5 separate regions of the Mus musculus genome follow, and all the other regions are linked to region 4. A link is a contact called in public ChIA-PET, Hi-C and promoter capture Hi-C data. All regions are on one chromosome and are shown on one strand. The core of a region is the stretch at or near the end of the contact, and the rest is flanking DNA. Distances in the headings are between cores, read along the strand shown.

What was found. Promoter capture Hi-C pulls out the DNA fragments that hold promoters and counts their contacts. Hi-C and Micro-C count contacts between places; a contact is called where the count stands out from the background. ChIA-PET counts read pairs in DNA pulled down with a chosen protein or histone mark.
Region 1: a contact with region 4 is called in a Hi-C map of embryonic stem cells, with 2.3 times the contacts expected there. The contact joins the promoter of Rnf7 here to the promoter of Slc25a36 in region 4. A contact is called at or near these places in 3 of 39 promoter capture datasets (erythroid cells, liver and pre-B cells), 3 of 484 Hi-C or Micro-C datasets (all in embryonic stem cells) and 3 of 115 datasets of contacts at active chromatin or transcription factors (embryonic stem cells and thymic regulatory T cells).
Region 2: a contact with region 4 is called in a promoter capture Hi-C map of pre-B cells, with 5 times the contacts expected there. The contact joins the promoter of Gk5 here to the promoter of Slc25a36 in region 4. A contact is called at or near these places in 3 of 39 promoter capture datasets (erythroid cells, liver and pre-B cells), 3 of 484 Hi-C or Micro-C datasets (B cells, CD4 T cells and natural killer cells), 2 of 115 datasets of contacts at active chromatin or transcription factors (bone marrow-derived macrophages and memory CD8 T cells) and 2 of 9 other capture datasets (adipose tissue and liver).
Region 3: a contact with region 4 is called in an RNA polymerase II ChIA-PET map of memory CD8 T cells, with 14 read pairs. The contact joins the promoter of Atp1b3 here to the promoter of Slc25a36 in region 4. A contact is called at or near these places in 3 of 39 promoter capture datasets (hippocampal neurons, liver and pre-B cells), 1 of 115 datasets of contacts at active chromatin or transcription factors (memory CD8 T cells) and 1 of 9 other capture datasets (adipose tissue).
Region 5: a promoter capture Hi-C map of hippocampal neurons shows a contact between it and region 4, with 5 times the contacts expected there. The contact joins the promoter of Clstn2 here to the promoter of Slc25a36 in region 4. A contact is called at or near these places in 1 of 39 promoter capture datasets (hippocampal neurons) and 2 of 115 datasets of contacts at active chromatin or transcription factors (bone marrow-derived macrophages and embryonic stem cells).

What each region holds. Positions count from the first base shown.
Region 1 is chr9:96,476,694-96,481,831 of GRCm38.p6, forward strand. It overlaps Rnf7 (ring finger protein 7), which reads right to left and starts at 1,982. Exons shown (of 3, transcript NM_011279.3): 1 at 1,715-1,982. The coding sequence starts at 1,889.
Region 2 is chr9:96,116,511-96,121,846 of GRCm38.p6, forward strand. Gk5 (glycerol kinase 5 (putative)) reads left to right here and starts at 2,919. Exons shown (of 16, transcript NM_001368879.1): 1 at 2,919-3,102. The coding sequence starts at 2,941.
Region 3 is chr9:96,360,699-96,365,942 of GRCm38.p6, forward strand. It overlaps Atp1b3 (ATPase, Na+/K+ transporting, beta 3 polypeptide), which reads right to left and starts at 3,733. Exons shown (of 7, transcript NM_007502.5): 1 at 3,348-3,733. The coding sequence starts at 3,456.
Region 4 is chr9:97,108,552-97,113,588 of GRCm38.p6, forward strand. Slc25a36 (solute carrier family 25, member 36) reads right to left here and starts at 2,490. Exons shown (of 7, transcript NM_138756.4): 1 at 2,360-2,490. The coding sequence starts at 2,400.
Region 5 is chr9:98,029,657-98,034,712 of GRCm38.p6, forward strand. Clstn2 (calsyntenin 2) reads right to left here and starts at 3,511. Exons shown (of 18, transcript NM_022319.2): 1 at 3,205-3,511. The coding sequence starts at 3,319.

The DNA.
Region 1 (5,138 bases), core at 732-3,231, 630 kb before region 4:
GATTTCTGAGTTCGAGGCCAGCCTGGTCTACACAGAGAAACCCTGTCTCGAAAAACAAACAAACAAAAAGCCAATCTCTGGCCAGATAGACTGCTCAAAAATTAAAGTGCTTGCATGAGTTTAAGCCTTGGGACCCACATGGCAGGAGAAAAGAAGCAACTCCCAATACTCTTCTTCTATGTCACACTCACACTCACACACACACACACACACACACACACACACACACACACACACACACACAGAGTTCTTCTATGTGTCCGCCCCCACCACAACTCTAAGTAAATTTTGTTGTTTTTAAAGACAGGGTTTCTTGTGTAGTACTGGCTATCCTGGAATTTGCTGTTAGATCAGGTTGTCATGGAACTCAAGAGACCCACCTGCCTATGGCTCCCAAGTGCTGGGATTAAAGAATGCACCATTAACAACAGGGTAATAAAATAATGATGATGATGATTTAAAAAAAAAAAGCGGGCGTGGTGGTGGACCCCTTTAATTTCAGCACTCGGGAGGCAGAGGCAGGTGGATTTCTGAGTTGGAGGCCAGCCTGGTCTACAAAGTGAGTTCCAGGACAGCCAGGGCTACACAGAGAAACCCTGTCTCGAAAAAACCAAAACAAACAAAAAAGATTTATTCATTATTTGTTTTTAAGATGGGGTCCCACTACTTAGCCTTGGTTGTGTAGACCAGGCTGGCCTAAGGCGCACAGAGATCTGTTTATCTTTGCTTCTCGAGTACTAAGTTTAAAGATATCACCACACCTGGCCAGAATAAAATTTCTAAGCAAAGCTTGTGCTGCCTCTGCCCCCATGCCTCAGCCTCCCGAGTGCTGGCATTTCAGACATTCGCAACCACACTCAACCCTAAAATGGAAATCACTGCCCAGCTCCTAAGCAAGGATGAGGGGTGGAACAGCTGGATTTTAGTGTTTTAGTCAAATCAGATTCTACATAGAAACTAGTGTCTGGGTCTACAATTAAATGTAAAAAGTAAAGTTTGGGAGCCCTGATGAAGCAAGTCCAAAGACAAAGAATAGACTGTGGAATCTCTTGATGCTACGTTTAAAGTCTCAAAGCCAAGAAACGCGCACATTTTCAAACTGCAGAAATCTATTTCAACTACTCCCCAGTCGCCCTGTAAAGCAACCTCACAGTAATCTAAAATTTTATGTTTATGCTACCTGCATCTGGGTTTGCATACCAAATGTGCCTAATGCCCTCAAGGGCCATAATGGGGTGCTGGAGTTATTGGAACAGGAGTTAGAGGGTGGTGAGTTGCCATGTGGGTGTGGAAAATCGAACCCGGGTTCTCTGTTAAGAACAAGCTTGTGCTCTTAACTGTGGAAACATCTCTCCGGTCACTGAGCCTCATTTCGGTTATGAGACAGAATCCGTATAGTGGCGCAGGCTCGCAATTTCCAGTTTTTGGGAGGTGCGCCCTCCTGGGTTCTAAGCCAACCTCGGCTAAATGGGCAAGCTCTAATCCTGAGGAACGTGAGAGCATCTCAAAGACGAACATCCCAACCCTCAGATCTACGCGAGGGATCCGCTGGGAGATTTGCTGGCCGCAGGGCCGGAGGTTCCCCTCGGGTATCCCGGTCACGCCCCCTCCCCCCCGCCCCCATAGGAACCATCCCGTGTCTGGCGGCCCGGCCCGGCCCAGCACTCGCCGGCTCGGCCCAGCTCGCGGTCCCGGCTTCGCCTGCATCGCTTACCCATCACCTGGACCCTGCAGATGGCACAGGTATCGCACTCAACGTCCCAGCTCCACATGGCTACCGCGTTCCACTTCTTGAGAGAGAACATCTTGTCGCCTCCCGACTTGGAGCCTGCGCTCCCGGAGTGCGAAGAAAGGACGCAGGGTTCCTCGCCGTCCTCCACGTCGGCCATGGCGGCGGCGCAGAACGGCGACGCGGACGTTGGGCGCGGAGGCGGGAGGTACGGTGGCTCAGCGGGGCCACAACACACGCCACGGAGCCTCCCGCAGGCACGGGCGGGCGGGCGGAGCCAGACGGCGATGATTGGATGGCGCGCGCCAGTGACGTCACGAGGGGCTGGGCAAGGCCTGTACAGAGAACCCCAGCGCTTGCTAAAGTGGCCAAAGGCCAGTTGCTGTAGGGCAGGCCCGGGTCAGTAAGCGAGCATTGTCTGGAGTTACATTGTATTAAACTCGGGGGAGTCTCAGAAATCACATCGTCCCTGTCTTCATTTGTCTCCTTTCTCCCAAATGTAAAACTATCAAGAGTAGGGACAGAATTCTCATCACTGTAACCTCCGTATCTTACAAAATGGTTGGCCTTGAATTCAGATTCATTTATTTATTTATTTATTTATTTATTTATTTATTTATTTATTTATTTATTTTTGGTTTTTCGGCAGCCGGGCGTGGTAGCTCACACCTTTAATCCCAGCACTCGGGAGGCAGAGGCAGGCGGATTTCTGAGTTCAAGGCCAGCCTGGTTACAAAGTGCGTTCCAGGACAGCCAGGGCTATACAGAGAAACCCTGTCTCGCAACAAGCAAGCAAGCAAGCAAGCAAGCAAACAAACAAAATATATGTTTTTTTAAACTTTATTTTATGTGCATTGCTGTGAGGTGTCAGATTCCTTGGAAAGGACCTGGAGTTACAGACAGTTGTGATCTGCCATGGAGGTGCTGAGGATTGAACCCCGGTCGTTTGGAAGAACAGACCATGGTTTTAACCACTGAGTCATCCCTCCAGACACTACATTTGTTTGTTTGTTTGTTTGTTTGTTATTGTTCTCAGGTGACAGAGAATAGGTAAGCAGAAGGGCAAGAACGCAATGCTTAAGCAAATGTGTGCTGGGGAGAAAGCAGAGTGAGCCAGCCAGGGAAGGGCCAGGCAGTGGGCCCCTGGGACTGTGGTTAGGTCCCTCCCACCAGGCTTTGTCTCAGATCACTTGGCCAGCATTGAAGGAAAGCTTGGATGAAAAAGCAAAACAAATGTTCCTGCCTCGTGCTCAGCTCACGTCCACCGCCATCCTTCAGGCTACTCTTACCAACGGGGGTGGTGGTGTCCATCCTTACCGGTTAAGCCAATTAGAAGTATATGGGGCAGTGGCCGTGCACACCTTACTCTGAGCACTTGGGAGACAGCAGCAGGTGGATCCTTGTGAGTTATAAGGCCAGCCTGGTCTACAAATCAAGTTTCGGGCAACCAAGGCTACACAGAGAAGCCTTGTCTCGAAAAACAAAAACAAACAAAAAAGTACGAGTCCTTTATTCGTGCAGGACCAAATTCCGGCGCATGCCTCAGAGTCTCTTGGTGTCGCAGCTCAGGGATACGGTGTTTCTAAAGGCAAACCCCACAAAGACCACAACTCACATGAAAGTCAGATGACAGAACAATCTTGAAACGTTCATTTCTGACAGAACATGGTGATTTTTTTTTCCAGACGTAACATGAAAGTTACTTTTGACTTGTGCCTTCTTCAGTTATTTTAGTTTACATTAATTATTTTGGTTTATACATCGGGACCATGGTCCAGGCCACAGAAGTCCCAAATGTGCTGGGAGGGTAGATGTGGGCATGGAGGTGGGTGAGGAGAGGACTGAGAAGTGCCTAAGCCAATGCACAGGGAGTCGGGACAAGATGGCACAAGATGGCGTTTCTGTGGTCACTTCCTCTGCGGGAGAGTCTTTATTCCTTTGTTGAGAACACTGGGAGAGAGATGCTTGGTTTTGTTTTAGAGACTTCCCTTTAACACAAACACGTTTGAGCCCTTCAGGAAAGACCTTATTCCCATCGCGATTGAGTTTCCACTGTTTATTTCTCCACTCCTCATTCCTTCCTGCCATTCATCTTTATGAAAATAATCTTCCCTGTGGCTGAAGAGGAAAAGCTCTCCGGGGCTTCTTAAATTCAGTCCTTGGCGGCAGCCTGTGAACTACACAGCCGAGGTTAGTCAGAAAAATGGCAGGCTTTAATTTGTAGAAGTTAGAATTCACAGAAGAGACAAAAGGCAGCCTGGGCTTGGAGTTTGTACACCTGGTGAATAAAGGAAGAGGAGGTTTAAGAAGAGGAGGGAGGGCGTTAGTTTTCTTTCTGTTTCTATGATAAAGGCAGCGTTCCAAAGCCCCTGAGGGAGAAAACTGTTTGGCTTATACATCTAGATCACTATCCCTCAAAGCAAAGGCAGGAATGAACTCAGGATGGTCCTTTGGTGTTTTGCCTGCAGATGTGTGTGTCTTCATGAGGGTATCAGAAGCCCTAGAACGGGAATTACAGACTATAATGAGCTGCCGTGTGGGTGCTGGGCATTGAACCAGGGTCCTCTGGATGAACAGCCAGTGCTCTTAGCCTCTGAGCCAGCTCGGCTCTCTCCCTGTGACTCAGGCTAGCCCAGACTCTCTTCTGGACTCAGTTGGAGTCGGCTATTTCACCACTCTGTTGAAACAGCCTCCTGTACCTGCACCTCTTCTCAAAGCTGCACATGACAGTCATGTTTGCTTGGAGGGCAACCAGTCTTTGTCAGTATCCCACAGTGGCCCCAACTTGGTATTTGGAGGTGTCATTGCCTTTCTTGCAAAATTCAGCTTCCCTTCCTACAAGTTTCCCTTCAATGTCATCACAACCCACATTTACCTTTGTCCCTCTCTGCCTTCCATCCCATTCAGAGGTAATACTCTACTCATTCTTCCGTTGAAAGTTTCCAGCATCAGCTGAACTTTCCACTCTATTTCTCTGAGCCTCACCTGCTGCCTGGGTCACCGTGTCTCCCTACCCACCCTGTCACAGTGTGATTAGCACTCTCTGTAGCCTGCTTCACAATCTTCCTCTAGCTCCCCTTCCATCTGCCACCATCCTCCAAAAGATGGCTTACCTCCACTGAAGTCCTGCCACCACATTGACCTGCAACTGTCACCTGGCACCCTTGTCCAGGACCCTGTTCAGACTGGCCACTCTGACATACTCTGCCCTTTGGAGAGAAAGGTAATGACAGTCCCGAACAGCTGATTTCCCCATTTGGGGGGAAAAAATTTCACCATTTTGTCCTCAGTGATCAATCACTACTAGGGCATGTGCAGTTCCGATGAGAAACTACAGCACTTCTTGTGTGCCTTCTTCTCGTTTCTCCCCAGGTCACACAGCAGCCGTCACATTGCTACTGGCCCTTAA
Region 2 (5,336 bases), core at 1,669-4,168, 990 kb before region 4:
TGCCCTCCAAGTGTTTATATTTATACACAGAGACTAATGTTGCTTTCAGTTTTGGCCAGGCAAGCTTCTTTATGTAGTGGGCAGCAGTCAAAGCAGGATCATAAACTAGTTTTTTTGTTTTTTTTTGTGTGTTGTTTTTTGTTGTTGTTTGTTTTGTTTTTGGAGACAGGGTTTCTCTGTATAGCTCTGGCTGTCCTGGAACTCACTCTGTAGACCAGGCTGGCCTTGAATTCAGAAATCTGCCTGCCTCTTCCTCCCCAGTCCTGGGATTAAAGGCGTGCTCCACCACGCCCGGCTGTTTTTTTGTTTTTTTTTTTAAACTGAAAAGTGACTGTTGTGCTCAGCCCTTTCTCCCCAGGCTCAGGTACTCCATGAAAAAGAGCAGCAGAAACAATGCAGGAGTGTGAGGATTGGGAGAACAGGTAGGCGTGCTGTGAAATGCTGCCTCTTGGACCTGGCATGGCTTTTGCCCCTATGACCTCACTGCGGCTGGCGATTGACTTGCACAACATCAAGTTAATAGTCCAGCGGCAGCACTAATTGGATTGGACCCACTGGGTTGGGGAGGGCAGTGGGGACATGTTTCAAGGTGTCCAGGGGAAGTAGGAAGGGAAGATTGAGGGTGAATACGACCAAGATAAATTGTTGGAGGTGGAGAGTTGGCTCAGAGGCTAAGAGTCCTTATTGCCTGTGCAGAGGTCCTGGGTTCTATTCCCAGCACTCCCATGGCAGTTGACAACCATCTATAACTCCAGTCCCAGAGGCTTTGATGCCCTCGTCTGACCTCCCAGAGCACCAGGCACACATGTGATGTACATATATACATACAGGCAAAACATTCATACACTTAAGAATGTTTTAAAAGATACATTGTATGTATTTATGAGGTTAACAAAGAATAAATGATATTCTAAAAAACAAACAAACAAGCAAAAAAACAAGTTTTCTTCAGGTGACAGCATTTGTCAAGGTTTCAAATTTGTTTGAAATTGGAAAACTGTGCTTGACCTGTTGGCGCATTGCTATAATTCCAATGTGAGGCGAAGTCAGGAGGAGTGGCTTGAGTTCTAGGCCAGCCTCTGGTACACTCAGACTCTGTCTCAAGAGAAATAAAACAAAAATGAGAAACTTTTTAAAAACTCTAGACTAAGTATTTTTTAAGATCTGCTCTTTCACACTTTAGAAACTGCTGATGTTTGACCTTACGAAAATGATCACAAAGTCGCAGAGTATAAAACCCCCAAGAAATACCTCTGTGAGAAGTACACCAACTGTTAACACTGCCTACACTGAACTTTTCTTAGTTGTAAGCAGGGAAACTAATGGCTAACTGTATGAATAAGCTTGACTAGGTTACTTGTACATTGCTGTGGGAGGTGTAGTTTAGATGTGATTGACATTTAAATCTGTATCCCCAGTAAAGATATCACACACACACACACACACACACACACACACACACACACATGACTGAGCTTCCCCCGATTAGTTGAACACCAGGCAAGCTTTGGAAAAGGGCAAAGGCAAGCTTCGGGAAGGAGGAAATCAAAACTGTAAGCATGGAAGTGTGCCTTCTTTTCCAGGCTGCCAGCAGGCCCTACAAGTTTCTAAGCTTGCCTGGACCTACAACCAATTCTTTAAAGTTTCTTTCCCTCAGGAACTGGGAGAGATAGCTCCGTAGGTAATGTGCTTGCCAGTCAAACATGAGGACCAGAGTTTGGTGCCTATTCACGACAAGAGCATATAGAATCCTAGGGAGCCTTTGGTCCTAGTAAGAGATTGCCTTGAGGAACAAGGTCAAACTTCAGTTGTGGCTCTCAGGTTCTGGCTCTGCCTTCCCTCTGGTATTTGTACAGTTTCAGTTTCTCAAGAGAATCGGACAGCATAGGACTATTAGTCATGCATACAACGCTGGAAAGTCTCTCTCTCTCTCTCTTTCTCTCTCTCTCACACACACACACATTCATGCATGACCAATTGGTCACCAACGATATAGGGCAGACCTGTGCCAGATGGTGCAAATAGGCATTGCTGTGTAGAGACAGACTATTAAGAGAAGCCACAAACAAACAAAAATAAATATGGTGTTCACAGTCAAGCTTCAAGTGACAACCCAAATCCAACTTGGCAAATCTCTGGGAAGCAAGTAGGCTAACAGAGTAATATAAACAAGAAAATATTCCTTTAAGCTGATAAGCTACCCACAAAACATTCTCACGAAATTTAAACTTTGTGTCGCGGCAAAGGCCCTTTAGTGCCATACAAAACTTGGACATCTATTCATCGTTGTGTAATACATGCAAGCTTTTCTGGGAAGACTTCATGAGGAACCTCCTATACTTTTGAATGTCTTCCCACGGACTGGAAAGATGGCTCACTGGTTAAGAGCACTAGTTGCTCTTGCTGAAGACCGGGGTTTGGTTATCATTGCCTACATGGAAGCTTGCAATCGTCGGAGGTCCTCTTCTGACTTCTACATGCATCAGGCACATGTGGCTCACACACATAAATACAGGCAAAAAACTAAGTGAACATGAAAAAAAGTTTAAAATTTTTTCATCTCACTTGATTTTTCCTAACAGATATTCGTAAAAAAGTAATCTGGGCTAGAAGGGAACTAAAAAGTTTCAAAGTAACGGTCGCTGAACGGTGACATCCAGTACAGCGCTGCGGTAAACGCCATCTTTGCCAAATTCCCACGAGCTGCTCGGCGCGCTGCCCTGACGTCACGGTGCTAGGGGCGGAGCGTGGGGTAGCAAGGCTTCCCGAAGGGGCTGAACGAGGCGGGGCGGGGTCTTGTGAAGGGGCGGAGCCTAACTCGTCGAGGGGCGGGACAGGGCGCGGTGTAGGAGGGGCGGGGCCGCGAGCTCTCCGCCCGGGGTCTGGCGTTTATAGCTCCGCGCTGGCCGGCCCGTGGCGACTGCAGTGTTCGGGGTCGCGATGTCAGGGCAGCAGGAGCGTGCAGAGCGGCAGCGAGAGGAACTGAGCGCGTCGGCCTCGCCGCCCTCCCGCTTCGTGCTGGGGCTGGACGTGGGCAGCACGGTGATCCGCTGCCACGTCTATGACCAGACGGCGCGAGTGCGAGGCTCCAGCGCGCAGAAGGTGACTAGGCGCGGCGGGAGGGTCTCGGGATCTGACTGCACCCTAGCTCTTCCTGCACCTCTGGGGGGCTCGGGCCGGCGTGGCCCGGTGTCTGTCTCTCGCTTCCTGTCCCGCGGGACTCAGCGCTCTAGCTTTACCTGGGTGGAACCGAGGTGACTCTCGGGGCAGCGCGGGCAGATTGTGTATATGTGGACAGAAGGTGGTTAGTGATTTGCGTGGTTTTTCTGCACTTCCTCGTCGACCTTTTATGCCTTTTAGCTCTTCAGATTTTGATGGAATATAAAACTGTGGGTTTTTTTTTTTCGGTTGTGTTATTTAAACAATTCGTTGCATTTATTATTTGTGTATCTGTGTGTGCTCGCGTGCTATATGGCACACATTTAGGAGTCAGAGGACAACTTTCTTGGGCATCGGTTTTCTCCTTCCACCATGTTGGCCCGGTCCCTAGGATTGAACTCAGGTCTTCAGGCTTGGCAGAAGTACTTTTACCGCCAAGCCACCTTACTGGTTGCGTTCGTAAAAGTGCTAGGTCCTCACATTAACATTTAACTTCCATGGATATTGGAGACACTGAGCACATTTTGAAAGCTTTGTTATCCTTATTTCTTTCCATCTTTGAGAATTCATTAAAAAGTATCTTCTGGCTTGAGAAGCCTGCCAAAGCATTGGTTGGTCTTTGTTAGCAAAGCCTTAAACCTCAGATGATACTAGTTAACAGCCAACCCCCATTTTAATAAAGCGCTAATTTCTATACAGTGGTCAATGCAGTTGATTGAGTGTAGTGTTCTTATTTACTCCTTTAAATACTAGCATTTTCTAATGTTTAAAATATTAGCGAAGGGATATGAGAGCCATTTAACTTCTTCCTTACAGCACTGGGCTCCCCCCTTTTTTCCCTGTGCTATCCTACATCGACTAGGGTAAAAGTTAAGTAGTGACTGCCTTAAGAATTTACTTTGAGGAAATAGACTAGACGTTCCCTTCAGGGATCTGAGCTAGGAGGTGAGTTGCAGCAACTGCGCTGCTCGCTCTCTCTCTGGCCAGCTGTGTCGGAACACTGCCCACCCACTCAGTCCATCCCTGTCCCAACCTTTAAGGACAGGTCTAAGGCACATACTGAGCTCTTGTCGTATTGCAAGTCTTTATCACAAACACAACGATACTTCTTAGTTTTTCTTACAATTCTAGTCACAAAGTACTTTTGCTGAAACGGTGCATTTTAAATTTTTTTTTTTTAATTAAGGAATGAGAGTTTGGTTCAGGAAGGAGATGGCTCAGCAGGTAAAGAGGACTTCCCAGTCCTCCCTCCTAAGCTTGGATCCCTGAGATGGACAGGGAGAAAGGAGAGCATAGGTTGCCCTCTGTCCTCGGCACTTTAAACTGGCACAAGTGTGCTCCCTACCCTGAAGTAAATATGAAATTTGATAAATTTTTAAGAAGTTGGTAGGCAATACAGCTGCATAGTTGTTGCACAATTTAAGGAAATTTGATTTTTAGAAAGTATTGGGGTTTGGTGGTACATACCTTTAATTCCAGGGCCTGGGAGATAGAGGCAGATGGGTCTCTGAGTTCAAGGCCAGCCTGCCTGGTCTACCGATGGAGCTCTGGCTATGTAAAGAACTGTGGAGACGATGCCTGGGAACTGATGGGAAGAACACTGTCTTTGGGATGCTAAGCATGGTCTTAAACCGTGATAGCTGATGTCAGAACTTAAGGGTGTGCTTCTGGGCAGATAACTACATACAAAAATAAGTTATAGTGGTTTTTGTTTGTGTTTGTGTATTTGTGGTCTTAAGATCTCTCTCTGTATCCAAGGCTGGTCTGGAACTCTCTCTGTAGCATAGGCTAGGTTGGAAATAGGTATCTGCCCACCCCATCCCATCCCTGCTGAGACACCACTAGTCTTTGCTTATGTGGCCATTTAAAAAAATAATTTTATGTCTGTTGTCTCTAGTGATAAAACATGGGGTCTTTCTTTGGCCAACTTTCTAGAAACTTAATCGTGCATCAGATTGTTAGTCCAAGCACACTGGCCTGGCATGTGCAGTGCCCTGGGCGTTACTTCCAACCAACAAAAAGATAAGGAGGCGCCTTCTGAGGCTGTGCTGCAGAGAGCTGAATTCATTAAGAATAAGGTCTTGCTAGTCTACACTGTCGTTTAGCACTTTAGGACTTCATGGGTGGAGAGTAAATGATGAGAGTAAATGCCGGCCTAGTGGTGCACATCTTTACTC
Region 3 (5,244 bases), core at 2,483-4,982, 750 kb before region 4:
CTCACCTACATCTTGTGTACAGTCTCTGCTGGAAAAGTATTTGATAGCTGATGTAAATCTATTTTTTATCTATACATACAAAATACAGAATAAGAAACAATATTCTTCCTCGCACTTTTTTGCTATTAAACGCCATCATTTAAATGTTAATTGTAAGCTAGATGTGGTAGAGAATGCCTATAATCTCAGCACTCAGGAAGCAGAGGTGGGAGACCTTGAGTTTAAAACCAGCTGGACTCAAAACAACCAATAAAATTTAACTGGAACACATGGCACACTGCCTACCTTAATACTAGATGATATCCAAACCTCATTACATTGGCTCTAATTGTATTTAATGCACAGGCTTAATGATTGCAAAAACAGCCACCAGGCACTAAATTTTTTGTTTATTTGTCAGAAATGGCAACTACCTATTTCTGGTGTTGTGTTTACTGTTCATCTTGAGAAACTAACTCTAGGTCTGCTTCAATCCCTGACTGTCTTGCTTAACTTAAGGACTGTTAGAGAAGCCAAATAAGGTGCACGTAGGCATTCTGAGACTACTGTAACCCATTGTGCTATACTATGAAGACAAACTATATGGCAGAGGCTACTTGAGAGCTTCAGACAGCTGTTTTCAATACAGTAATGTGATGTGACAGGCAGAATTTCCATTCTCTAAAATGTTTACAGCAAAAACTAAGATTTAACGTATTTAGTGCACTTAAATAAGGGAAACACCTCAGATCAAGATGGAACATACTGCAGACCTAAGTATAATAAAACCAGACAATGTGGACATCTTTATAGAATCTTGGGAGGCCTTTATACAAAACAGACTGAGCAACTTTACAAAGTTTAAAAAAAAAAAAGTTGTAACTCTTTACTACCACCCAACATTAAATTTATGTTGGAGGAGTGGGGACACAACTAGAAATAAATATCTACCCATCTAAAGAGTTTTTTTCCAAGGGAGAAAAAAGCCAGAAAATATAAAAGCAGTCACAAAGTATAGCTTCAGTGTTGAAGGCAAAACACCATCACAGCCTTGCTGGTGGGAATATACTGAGAAATCTCCAGCAAGGCACCATGACAACATGCTTTGAACTCTAAAAGGTCTGTATGCTGCCTAGCTATCCTACAAGTGCAAACAGATCCCAAGGAAATAAATTTGGGAAAATGTATATATACACAGGAAGAGGAGGTGAAGGAAAGGGCCAGTGCACACAATAATGAAGGGGAAAGCGGTATATATGCAGTGGGACAGTAGTCAAGTAAACTATTAATAATAATGGGGATATAGACCTTTATTAACATGGGATGGTGTTTGTAACATACTTATATGGCTATGATTCCTTCTTGCTTAAAAAAAGAAACATTATACAGATTGCAGAAAGACATACTGGAATGCTAGCGGTGGGTCAGGCAGTTGCCTCTTCCAGGGCCTTGACGATTTTAAGTAAAAAGCGCCCGTCTCGGCAGAACGCCCCACAGGCACATAGATGTCCAAACTGATGTTGAGTCTGCATGTAGGCGGCCTCTCAATGGCAGACCCTACATGTCTAGAGACACAGCCTTCAAGGCTGAGGATTTAGTTTGTCTTCCTCTCACACACATTCTTAATGTCTCTGTGCGGGGTGGGATCTTCTGCACTGGTTTAGGATTACTATAATGAACTCAAAATTTACTATGTGAGCACAAGGATAAGTACTGATTCTATAAAGAGGTCTTGCTTAGTTCTTCCTAGGCTAACCTCAACTTTATCCTTACTCCCACTTTGTACAGGTTCTCTGCTTAAATGCATATTACCAAGGAAACCTATATCCTAACACAAAGGTTAAAACAGCACTGTTGGAGCTGCCATGATGGTCCACTCATGTAAGTGACTGAGGCAAGAGGGCCACCAACAATTAGTTAATCAGAGGTCAGTCGAGGCCACAGGAAGATCCTGCAGGAGAAGCCCTACCGTCGAAGTAAAGATAATGGACTCTAGAAGTGAGAAGGCAAGAGAGAAAGGCAAAAGGCAGCTTACAAAAATGAACCTCTCTCCACCACCCAAAAATCTCTTCAGTTCAAAGTGCTCTCTGGAAACAAGCAATTATCTTCATCCTTCTCCCTTTAACCGCGGTGGAAGATTTATTTCTTGAGCACATACAGAGCTCTCAAGAAAAGACAGCAATTTAAATAAAAATTGTGCATGATTACTGGGCAGTCAGGCAAGGCATACGTAAAATAATACAACCACTGGACTGGGATTAAAGGAGACTGGGCTCTTTTCTTGGCCCCATGGAATATGTAATTTTACAAAGAATCACAACCTCTGGGTTTCATTTCTGAACTAGAGGTTGGAATTTAAGAAAACAAAACAAAACCCCCCAAACCTTCCATGGCTCCTTTCAGCTTGTGATAGAGTGTCAAAGAGCCTTGCACCCTAGAGGAGCTCACTTCAGTGAACAAGTCATTTTGTGAGCCATATCTCACTTATGGTCTTCAATGCTTCTCTTAAAAATGCCATGCCCCAACGGCTCTCAGCTCTAAAAATCCATTCTTACTCAGAATGGAAAAAAAAAAATCTGTCCTTACCCATTAACAAAATACTCTTAAAAAAGGATTTCAAAAAGGTAAAATTGTCTAAATAGAAAGGCAATAAATGGAATACACTTGTCCACCTTCACTAACATTTTTTTTGACCCCTCACCTTAAAAGCAGCACAAAACCCAGAAGACCGATCAACTCGGATTCACTATTTCGTTTTAAAACAATGAGTTCGCACAGAGAAAATCTGTTAACATTCAACCACCACTCGGATGTTTTGAAGGTACGGGAGGAGGGGGTGTTTAATAGGACCGTCTTTCCCCAAAGCAAAATCTGCAAGGCAGAAAAGCGCTGTGATCTCCGAGGAGGAGGAGAAGGAGGAGGAGGAAGAAGCCCTCTCGGAGCCGGCCTTTCTCAGTCGGAATTCAAGTGCTTTTTCGCGGACAATGTGCCCCAGTGATTAACTCCCCGTCACACGTCCCTGCAACCCACACACGCCCGGAGCTCGCCCGCACTGTCCCGGCCGTCTGGGTGGCAGCGCCGCCGAGTCACAAGATAGCGGGCAGTGGAAATTTCCTCTCCCCAGGCAGGCGAGGGGCAGGTCCGGCTTCCCCAGTCCGCGCGGCCCGCGCCTCCAGGGCGCGCGCCCTACAAAGGAGGCCCGGCCCGGCCGGCCGGTCCCGCTTCCGGCGCCGCTCGCGGCGGGAACCGGCAGCACGTGTGCCCCGCTCGGGCTGGCCAAGCGGCCGCCCAGCCTCGGAGCCGGACCGCCGGGCCGCCCGCAATGAATGGGGCCGTCCGCCGCGCCGCCCGCCCCGCCGCGCGCTCACCCCAGCTCTTGGAGGTGCGCCCCAGAAACTCTCCGCTGCTCGGGTTGTAGATGAACAGCTTCCACTCGGCCAGGCTCTGGTGGAAGGATTTCTTCTCAGTCTTCGTCATGATGGGCGTGTGGAAGTCGAGGTGAACGGAGGCCGCGGGGCTGGAGGCGACGAGGGGCTCGGCGGCGCGTCCTGGCGACGGCGGCGGCGCAGCCCAGCGACAACAGCGGAGGACGGCACGGCCGGGAACAACTCTTCGTTACGAGACCACTAGAGCCGACTGCGCCGCGCCGCGCCGGGCGGCCGCAGGGGCCCCGGGAGCCTGACGTCTCCGCCCGCCGCAGCCAATCCCCGCGCCGCTGGCGCGCACCGCGGCCGCTGCCTCCCGCCCGGCTGGGCGCGGCCCAAAGGCCCAGAGCCGCCCGGATGACCCCGCCCCCGACAACACGCCACGCCCACATCTCCAAGGTCCGCCCTTGACGCCAGAGCCACGCCCCCAGCCAAGCCACGCCCCAGCCGGGCTACTTGCCCCTGTAGCCCCCGCCCAGGTGCGAGGAAGCCAGCGCGGCGGGGCTGCGGGCGGAAGTCTGCCGGGCACACTGACCGGCAGGGTGGTGGCCCGAGGAAGGTGGGCGTAGGAGGCTACAGCGCTCTCCACTGGAAGCCCAGGCCGTGGCTGGGCTTAGTGGAAGCCCAGCCTGAGACTTAGTGGTCAAAGCCTGGAGCACATACTTGGCCCCGGAGCCTTCTGCAATACGCCGTGGCGCGTTCTCCTTGGGGCTCTGTGACGTCTTTAAACGGCACCTGCTGCAGGGCCTCGGGCAGCGTTTGTAGCGTCTAGTGTGGACTAGCTGCTTTTGGGTTGCCTGAGGGTCATGGCAGTTTTATTCTAAATATGCTATCGTTAACCAAATGGAGTACAGTATACTTTTTCTCCAGATTCAGTCGAGCATATCAATGAAATCAATATAAATATTTTCCCAAGATTTCCGCTCACTAAAGCCTTGCTTTTTTTTTTTTTTTTCTTTTCTGGCTCGGTCACTCCAATTGTTAACTACAATACTTGATGGAGTACAAGGTTAAGGTTGTTAGAGTTAGGGATAGATGCCTGAACCACTCGGCTGGTGTTTTCTTTGCCACTGGTGGCCGCTACGCCTAGGCGGAGCCAGGAATTCAGGCTGCATTCTGAAATTCTGAAACACCATAAATGGGATTTTAAAAGACTCAAAATGGAAGTTTGAACAGAAGGTGAGGTTATTTTGATTTTTTGTTTTTGTTTCCGGAAAAGAGATGTTAAATAACCTCTGTTAAATAGCAATAATGAATGAATAAATGCAATCCCATTTTGTTTGCAATAATTTCATTAACCACGCCCACCCATACGTTTATGACTATCCAAAATCCAGTTTGGTTTTGTTTGTGACAGAATCTTGCTGTGTAGCTTCAGCTGACTTGACATTGTGTATCCCACACTCTTGTCCTCCTGCCTCGACTTCCTGGGTACTGAGATCACAGGCATGTGCTACCATGCCTGATTTACAGGGGATTTTTGTTTGTTTTCAACTGTTGTTTTTCTGGGGTTAGGGTTATTGGGAGAGGAGGGAACCAAGGACCATGCACATGACAAGCATGTCACCAACTGAACTACATCCTCCGCCCTCCAGTTATTTGTTTGTTTTCCAAGACAGGGTTTCTCTGTGTTGCCCTGGCTGCCTTGGAACTCACTCTGCAGACCAGGCTAGTTTCCAGATCACAGAGTGCTGCCTCTGCCTCTGGAGTGCTGTGACTTAAAGGCCTGCACTCACCTCTCTCTGCCTCCGGTTACTTTTTTGGTCTAATAACACCAAAAAAATTTTCAGAAGCAATTTGTAGAGTTTGACATGAAGCTGATTTTAGAAATACCAAAATA
Region 4 (5,037 bases), core at 1,240-3,739:
GACACACCTCTCCTGTAGTACGGTGAATTTCACAACTCCTAGTGTATATAATTCTATCACAATAAACAAACCTAGCAATTATGAAGAACACACTAAATTATTGCCAAAATAAACAATTTTGATATATAACTTAGACATGTTCAATTAAGAACATTACCAACATCACCTGAACTCTATCTATCTATGTTCAGTACATACAACACTGCCAGAACATTACACAAAACAGAATTCATGTACTGTGTAACTGTCAAGACGTCTACAATAACTTAGTCCTCATTTTACAGGCATGAAAGTGTTTGAACTTAGGGTATTTGTCTTGACATCTGTATGTTTTCTGTATTTTGATTAAATGCCCTTTGCTATCACCTAACACTGCTTCTACAGAGTATATGTACATATGGAACCACTATGTACGAATATGAGATGCAATGGGAAGGAGGGGAAGTCACAACACACGTACTTTGCCCCATTTAACATTCTACTACTGTGTGCGTACTAGACTTCTTGAGAAGTGGAAGAAATGAACTGATATTTTTGAATCCCGTACATAATAATTCTCCATTCCAGCTCTCAACTGAAACAAAAAGCCTACATAGAATGGCCTAACTTCACAAGTGTTTATAAACACAGTGATGTCCTAGTACAACTGGAAAAATCCACATTCAGACTAACATTTATATCCTACACATGCATGTGCTTTAACAAAACTTACACACACACATATGCCTGGACAAAGAATAACAAAGGAGCCACGCAAGGGCTCTAGAAGAGACCATTGTCAACTCTGCTCTACAGGAGAAGTGATTAAAGACTTCTATTTCTTAACTCAAAACAAATTAAAATACCAACCTGAACTACATCTATGGTCTTCTAACTTTCAGAAGATCTAACTACAAGTAGAAATCCAACTACAAGATGCTATCCTTACTTTCTCCTACTCCGCCCCCCCCCCCAACACACACACTCGGAGAAAGAGGGGGGAGGAGAGAGGGAAAGAGAGATTAATAAAATGTTCTAAGGGACCAGGCAGTGGTGGCACACACCTTTAATCCCAGCACTTTGGAGGCAGAGACAGGCGGATTTCTGAGTTCGAGGCCAGCCTGGTCTACAGAGTCAGTTCCTGGACAGCCAGGGCTACACAGAGAAACCCTGTCTCGAAAAACAAAAACAAAACAACAGAAAAAAAAATGTTCTAAGGGCCCGAGGATGGAGCCCAGTGGCAGAGAACTTGACTAGCAGGTGCCAAGTACAGGTACTGCAGAAATTAAATTAGCCCTTTACTGGCAGGAAGCATTTTAGAAACACAAAAGGCAAACTGCTCCTCATAAAATTAGTAGTTGCTTTAATGGCAGAATAGTGGACCGTTCAAAATTGGTGAATCATAAATGTTGAATGAAATGTGTGACAACAATGTAAAGTACTGTCATATTGGCAACAGAATCTCCACACATTAACTCAAAGCAAACAACCATGCAAAGAATGCATACATATATGTATGTATCCCTTAAAGTGGCTGATCCAAGAATCAAACCACCAAACTTTAAAATACTACTTTATTCTGTTATATAGGTTAAAAAGTTAATTCACCATAGCGATTTTTTGTGACAACTTTATAGTCTTGCAGGTAAAAGTCTTAACGTTGCTCTATTATTTCTCTAAATAACTGGGAAGGAACATATCGAATGGAGGAACAAACTTGGCTCAGCAAAATGGCTGTAGCTGGGGGATCAGCAAACCAGACTTCGGGCTCCACACTAATCCTGTACACATATATAATGATTTCATTTAGTAGTCGCCTTCTCTCAAACCATCCATACCCCTTCTCCAAAGCAGGCAGTGCTGAAGGGTCGGGGGGGGGGGGGAGGGGGTTGCCTTCCCATCTCAAGAAAAGAAAAGAAAAGAAAAGAAAAGAAAAGAAAAGAAAAGAAAAGAAAAGAAAGAGAGATTGATTGATTTCAAAGTCACTGCCACTTTTGCACCATCTCCCGCAAACCGGGGCAGGCAAGGGAGAGAAAATTTTCCGAAGCTGGAAATAACCTCTGCGCACCGCGGGCGAGCACTGCAACGCCTTCCCCGCCGGCTACGACGCCGGCCAGCAGCAAAGGCGCAGCGGCGGCCGGAAACAAGGTCGCCCGCGAACGTGGGCAACGTGAGGCCCAGTCGTGCGGGACGGGGAGGCCGAGCCTGCTCCCATTTTGTCGCCATGGCCGAGCCTCCTCCGCGAGGTCCGGGTCCGTGTGCCTCCGCTGTCGCGCAGTACCGGACGAGCTAGGCCGCGACTCACGCCCTGCCCCCGCCCAGGCTCGGCGTGGCCTTCGCAGGCCCGTGGCCTCCAGCCCGCGCGCCCCAGCGACCTTACCCCCCGGCAAACAGATGCACCAGCGTGTCCCTCTGGCTCATTCTCTCTTCTGCATGTCCTCCGGGAGTAGAGGCGGGACGCGGACCCAGCAGGCCGCCACGGCCAGCGGCGAGGGCCAAGAAGGGGGACGCAAGGGAGTGGGCGGAGCCGCCGCTGCGGAAGGCCACCCGCGAACCCACCCCACGGGGTTCCTGCTCCAGCGAGCTCCGTCGGACTGCGCAGTGAGAGTCGTGAGGAGTCGGAGGTCCCTACATAAACAGAAGCTCCTATTGGCTTAGGCCGCGTGACGTCACGAGGTTCGCACGCCTCTTTCACGTGATCGCCCAGGGGGCTCTTCAATGAAGGGCCGTGGGGCAGGACGGGAATGCTTGCTGGTGCGTAGTGGGTCGGCTCGCACTCTCATCCGATGCGCTGATCAGCAGGTCGCTCAGCCCTCGCCACTTAACCTGCGCTGGCCGGCTCTTGACGATCTAGGATAAAACCCTAGCGGCCCAGGGCCACAGCAAGTTTTTGGGTTTAGAACTGAGCCTTTCTGTTTCCCCGTGTTTGCCTTGGAAATCACTTGTGCGAATATACTCGCTTGCACTCTCACAAACAGCACGGCATTAAACATGATCATTAAACATAAGCGTTAAATTGGGATCTGTTGTGGAGTGGCGAGATAAATCGGGTTTTTTTGGTTTTTTTTTTTTGTTTGTTTTTTGTTTTTTGGTCAGGAAAGAGATGCAAAATCTCACTTTGAGACCAACCCTGGCTGCTCTCTGGGGCTTGCCCTCCAACTCAGAGACCTGTGCAAGCCTTAGACTCCCAAGTGAAGGGATTAAAGGCGGTCCACACTCTGTGGAACATTCCTGAGATGGAATGCTGACGGAGAATTCCTGACAGGTCTAAGGTAGAGTCACATGAGGGAAAAGTGTTCAATAAAAGGCAAGTAGATTAAAATGTGAAGGTTTACTACAGGAATAAACCAGCTACTTATTTTACTAATCAACACATTTCTTACATGTATATGTTGGACTAGGGAAAGTTTTCTTTCTCTAGAAAATGGCCATTATTTCAATTTTTTGTTAACTGCTTATTTGCAAGGTACAGATGAATCGTCAAAATAAAATAAATAGATATCAATATGCTAATCACACAGAAGGAACAGAAATATATCTCATTATTTCTTTCTCTTCATCCCCCTCCCCCATAAAACTGCCCTTCCATTTGCAGGGGCCCCATCACCCTTTCCAGCCCACATGAAATTTTCCAGAGCCACTTACGGGCACAACTTGACAAAATTCTAACTGCTTTAGCTCTCTCCGTGTTGTCCGGCAACTAAATTCCTACAAAACGTACAGACTGCAAATGTCCATGCCACTGTAAAGGACTGAGTGTGTAAATTACTTAAAGCATTTCAGCAGTGCAGAGTGTTCCTTATCTGATTATTATTGTTGGGGGAGGGGCACTGCAACCAAAGTCCTTGGCCCAGGGCTTACCCAACTCACCCCCAGTACAGCCTGACTTCTGAGCTTTACTGTTGAAATGAGAACAGTCTATTAGAGCGGGAAAGGATGACAAAGGGGCAAAACTGGAAGAGCGGACACAAAGAGTGACGACAACCCTAGCCAAATGACAAAGATTTCCGCAAGACATCCAACGGGTATTTTCTTTATATGGCAGTTGTGTTGAGACACAACTCCCAGGACACATGTCTCTTTAAAATGTGTGGTTTAGCCGGGCAGTGGTAGCGCACAACTTTAATCCCAGCACTTGAGAGGCAGTGGCAGGTGGATTTCTGAGTTCGAGGCCAACCTGGTCTACAGAGGTAGACAGAAGGACAGCCAGGGCTACACAGAGAAACCCTGTCCCGAAAAAGTATATATATATATATATATATATATATATATATATATATATATATATATATATATATATATATATATATATATATATATATATGTGTGTGTGTGTGTGTGTGTGTGTGTGTGGTTTGGTGGGTTTTAGTATATTTTCCTGGTTGTGTAGCCCTCACCGACCTATTTCCCGACCGCTTCCTCACCCACAATGCAGCCACGTGTTTGTTAGGAGTCGCTCCCATTCGCCCCTCCTCTTCCCTAGAAACCACTGATCTAGTTTCTATCCCTCTGGTTTTGTCTATGCCGCACATTACTTATAAATAAATACATATTTTTAAAAATGGTGTGTGGCCTTTGGTGTGAGGAATTTTTCACTAAAAGTGTCTTCGAAATCCACTCGAGTGTTGCTGCAGGATGGATGCTTCGTTCCCTTTCACGGCAGAACCTCGTTGCTTGACTGAATACTTGACTGATCGGTATTCAGAGAACGAGCCCTTGTTTCCACTCTGAGGCTGTCCCCAACGCTGCGGCTGTGAACAAGTTCTATGGGCATGTTCTTGTACCATCACAGTTATTCCTGGGTCGGTGACAAGACAGTGTTGCTGGTCCCCTTTCTGTCTCTCTTGGAGGCCACTGTGGGTGCAGACCCAGCACATTGTGCTAATTCGGGCGCCGTCCTCTGGGGCACCGCTGCTGAAGTCTATAAGGACTCAGGCTTGAGCAAACCGCCAAGCCTGCTGGGTTCACAGCACTGTCATCGCCTTCTTTATCTCTCCGGATAGAACACTGCTTCACTGAATTCTTTCCATAGGCCCCGTTGTCCTTTCTAGAAGCTTT
Region 5 (5,056 bases), core at 2,261-4,760, 920 kb after region 4:
TTGGGCCCTTGTGTTTGAGCTGCAGCGGCAACTTTATGGCCCCTTTAAGAGCCACGTGCTACTTGCCCAAGATGATTGAGGACAATTCCCTGCAGGAGTGCACATCACCCTTTAGGGCAGGGGCTGCCATATGCAATATTGTGCAGTCCTCAAAAGTGGTTTTCAGTCTGTGGATGAAAGGATAGTGCGGCTTCCTTGATCAAGAACACTGGTTCCCACAGGTACAAGCAACTTCTGATTTCTGCCTCACACACAGGCCTGCTTTACGTACGTGCTCACCAGGTGAGCCTGTAGTAACTGATGCTCTATACGCAAGGGCTGTGCTGAGCGATCTCTATCCCTGCAGTCTGGCACCTAGGAAGAGAATGCATACTGAGTCCTTGAGGTTATAAGGTCACTGGCATTTTATTAAACGTAACATAAACCTTCAGGTGACTTCTGGAGCTCATCGTCTTTCTCTGATACATTGTGCCTTTCTCTAGAATAATTCCCAAGCATTGTTCATAGTGTGTGTGTGTGTGTGTGTGTGTGTGTGTGTGTGTGTGTATAGGAATCCAAGAAGGGCTTGTTTTTATGTGTATCCTAAGCATAGGAAGATGAGGAAGCAGTTTTAACTGCCCGGCTACTTTATTCATGTCTGCTTCTGGAACATGGCTGCACTGGAAGCTCAACCTTAGGTGGAAAACCCCAGCAGTGGTCAGGAGTTAGCTTCTAGGTCCCCTGCAGCAAGAAGTAAGAAATGCAAAAGCAGAACACACTGGTATTCAGATGTGCCACCTCACAGGAATTTGAGACCAGCAGAACACCTGTAAAAAGTTATTTAGAGGGTGTGTCCAACTCACAAGGTCTGTACCCCTCAGCTAAGGCATCGTCATGCACACTCCTGGTTGTCTTCTTTCTACCCGTGAACTCGGAAGTGCACTGAGAAAGACAGCTGTCTCTCTGTTCAGTCTCTCTCAAGGGCCCTCCTGAGTCTTCTCCTTTTTAACGATGGGAATAGAAATGATAGAAGCCTTACAAAACAGCGCTATCAGAGGCAGTGTGTGTTACGTGCAAAACTCAGTTTTATTGTTCCTCCCAAATAGTCCTCAGGGGTTGTACAATTTAGAAATGTAAACTTCAAGTGCACTGAAATAAAGAAAGTCTGACCTGTAAATGTTAAATAAACTGTTATAATAAATGTGTCTGTTGTGACCAAATAGTCCTTGTTTCGAAATAAATAAATTAAATAAATAAATAAATAAATAAATAAATGGTGCTCTTTGCAGCCCCCTTGTGGCTTGAAGGGGAAAGACAAGGAGAATCCAGAGTAGCTCCTATTCTCAAGGCCAATAAAACTTTTAGAGTAGAATGACAAATAGCTTTAAATGTGAAATGGATATATTCTAAGGGAAGAAAATTACGGATTTAAATTATTTTATATACAATTATTTACATAATCTAGACCTGTGGAAGCCTGCATTTGTTGTGGCTTTTTGTTCTCTCCCTCTCCTCTCATTTCCCATTCTTGGCAAACTCAGCAAGGTGTTACAGGAGGGGCTCTCTTCCCAAATTACTCCTTCTCTAATCCTTACTCACCGTGAGCTCCCCTGAAAGGATGAAATCTGCCTACCTGTCAAAGTGTCCGTACTGGAAGAACAGACTGTTCGGACGCTCGGTTTCTATCCTTATTTTCACCAGAACAACAGCAACAGCATAGTACATTGGTCCCTTCATACAGACAACCTTTTACCATACCACTTTTAAAAAGACATTTTCATGATGAATTTTTCTGTCTTCTCAAAAAAAGAAAAAAAGAAAGAAAGAAAAAAGGAAGAAAGAAAGAAAGAAAGAAAGGAAGAAAGAAAGAAAGGGAAAAAGAAACTCCTTGAGGAAGAGGAGAGGTACGTGTTAGAAAGACACCTGTGCATAAAATCTTTTCCATTTTATGTCACCAGAAATCAATAGATTAAAAAGAATAGGAGCACCTCTTTTCCCAAATTTATCACTTGCAAATGTCAGGAGAGGCCGCTCTCAAAGTCCAGACAAGGCAAATGGAATGGCCTGCTTCCCCAATTGCCCTGTCTCCGGAGAGATCCAGGCTGCTGTGCTTTTCATACCAGCTCAGCCAACAAACCTCTAAATCAAGCTGTCTCTACTTGGGAATCTTTTTCCAACAAGGACAAAAACTCTGTTTTCAAAATATCGCCAGACAGAATTCCAAGGACCATATGTCACCCGTTCACCTGGCAGAAATCAAAAGCACGCCCTCCTCGTCAACAGTGCAGAGAATCAACAAGTTACCACTTAAGCCAAACGCTCCATCCTGCAATCTGCTACAGTCTCCCTGAGCCCACCATCATCCACCCCAATTGGGCTCCTGCGATGCTTCCCAGCTTTTGGCTACCGCGTGACCTTCTGTTCCAGACCCGCCCTCCAGATGCAGGCTCCCCAACCTGCGCTTCTCCCAGCGCTCCCAGACAGCTGTCAAAGTCTGGGGCTTGCGGGCTTCAGGTTCCCCTGATAACGCCAGCGTTCAGGAGAATCTTAGAGGATTAGAGAGGTCAAGATCAACTATAAAGACCAGAGAGGAGCTCTAGGCTCGGAGGCTCGGTCCTCCGAAGAAAAGCAGAGTGTGAGCCGCAGTAGCAACCATCACATCCCGCGCTTCTTCCGGACTCTGCCCATCTTGAGGGCGTGAGTTCCCAGGGGAGCCAGAGCCCGCGCTGCGGAGGAGCAGGAGGAGCGCCTGGGTGCGGGCAAGGCTTTCAGGAGCCTACAAGTTCCCACGCCATCCTCAAGCTGGAGTGCCAGTCCAGCTCGTCTCGCTGCTTTGAAGACGCCCCTGGTTCTTGCCCCCAAAGCAGAAGCAGACAGACACCTGCTTCACCCACTCCCCAGCCCCCGCTACAGCGCCCATGTCCTGCCTTGCTCAAAGCATCCCTGAGCCAAGCCCCGCGATGCTCCCACCCCAGCACACAGGGCCCCCAAAGTTCTCTATACTCCATAGACCTCCCCTTCTCCTTGGCGCCTGGACCCCGCCCAGAGGTTGGGCTGGAGAACCTCTTGGGTCCACAGTTTAGGGCGCACACTTCGAGGACGGTGCGCGCAGAAGCCGAAGCTGCCACAAGAAAGGGCGGGTGTTAGACGAGTAAGTCCAGGGTCTGCACCCTCGAGCCCGCCCTGCTTCCTTCCAGAAGAGGAACAAACTTCCCCAGCACCCACCTTTCGCCACGAGGAGGCGGCGCCGCCGGCTGTCTCCGCCGTCTCCACTGCCGCCGCCGCTCCCTACGCCCAGCGCCAGCAGGAGCGGCACCAAGCACAGCCTCCCCGGCAGCATCCTCGCCGCCTGAGCCGCCACCGAGCTGCAGCCGCCGCCTCCTACCGCTCGCGCCGGCCTCGCCTGCCGGTGTCCGCTGGCGTCCGCTGGTGTCCGCCGGTGCCTGCCGCGCCGCCTCCCTGGAGCTGCCGGGTGCGCTTCTGGAGCCGCCGCCGCCGCCCTCACTCACCGCCTCCGCTGCCCTTCGCCGCGTCGCTCGCTCTCCCGCAACAGCAGCACTCACTGGCGCGGACCCGGAGCGGCTCCAGCGCTCACCCCGGGACGGCCCGTGACGTCACGGAGGGAGGGAGGTGGCTCGTGCATATTCATGAGACGCGGACATCGGCGCGGGGTTGCGCGCTCCCCCGCCTCGCAGCTCCGGCCCCCAACTTTCCACAGCCATCCCCTATGCCGCTCGCTCGCGTGATCCGACTCGGTCAGGCGCCGGTTCCGGCGGGTGGAACCCATGCGGGAGGCTCCAGGGGAGCCTTAGGGCCTGGCGTCCCCCCCTGCGGCTCTCCAAACTGCAGCCCCGAGGCACTGCGAGCGCCACAACCAAGTGATCGCCCGAGGACCTTCTGTAAAGATGCAGGCGACCCTACTGTGATGCGCCCTTTGAACCGACATCCCTGCGGAGGGGCCAGGATGCTGTCTCTGTGGACCCTGCCCTTGGATATGGTCTAGGGATGGACGCTCTATGCCGCCTGGTCTGGGGAGGGCGCCAGGCGCTCACTAGAGCTGCAAAAGGCCACTGCCTCTAGGAGTTGTAGGGCAGAGATCACTTAGGACCTGCGTAGCAATGCCCGGGCTCTGTGCCATCTCAGTGAAGCAGGCACAGCCACTGCTAGAGTCAAAAGGACTAGCTAAAGTCAGAAAAGGCAACTGTCAGTCTTCAGTGGGAAGCACATTCAAACTTCTCCCTCAGAAGTTGCCACCTTTACATTGTCACTACCTAGGTAAGAGTATGCCATTTGGTATCATGCCTTCTAAAATCTCAAGCCAAGGAACACTGTCTCTGGAGGTGGGGTTCATATAGTTCTCCACCACAATACACCCCCAACCACCATCAGGCTGCCAAAGGATCAAGAAGGTTCCCAGTAAAATCAACTAACCGCTCGGAAGAAATCACTATATTTCCATAGATGTACTATTTTCTCACGATCCAAGGGTCATGTGCAGTTGAGAAATGAGGCAAAAAAAAAAAAAAAAAAAACCAAAAAACAAAAAAAAAACAAAAAACACAGAAACAAACAAAATTATCCTTTCATTCATCATCCCGTTCAAGACATTTCCTGAGCACTAAATGATTGTGGATGCCCCGTTAGGCAATGAAGGACACAAGGTCTTTGTCCCTCTTGGAGAAGCCAAAGGGGATGAAAGCAGTTAAAGTCCCCCGCTTTATGGTCCTGCACATTCTTTATGTTGCTCGATATGAGCCTGTACAAATCAATTAGCCAAATGTGTATATTGCAACACTGACTGAACAGCATCTCATAATTAATAAGTGTAGTTCGGAGTACTCAACCAAGCCATAAAATACATTAAGAGCCTTCTGCTGCCCAGCCTCCCTGTGTGGTCCTGGCAGCACACTGGGAGACTGTGGTGTTAAAAACAAACTTCAACATTTGAGACCTCAAGAGGTGCTCAACAGCTGCAAATCCTGGTGGCTGCAGGGGACTCAGCTCTTTGGCCAGCAGGTCCCCTTTAGTCCATGAAGCAACACCTGTGCTATTGTTCTTGTTTCTGGAGTAAGGTCAC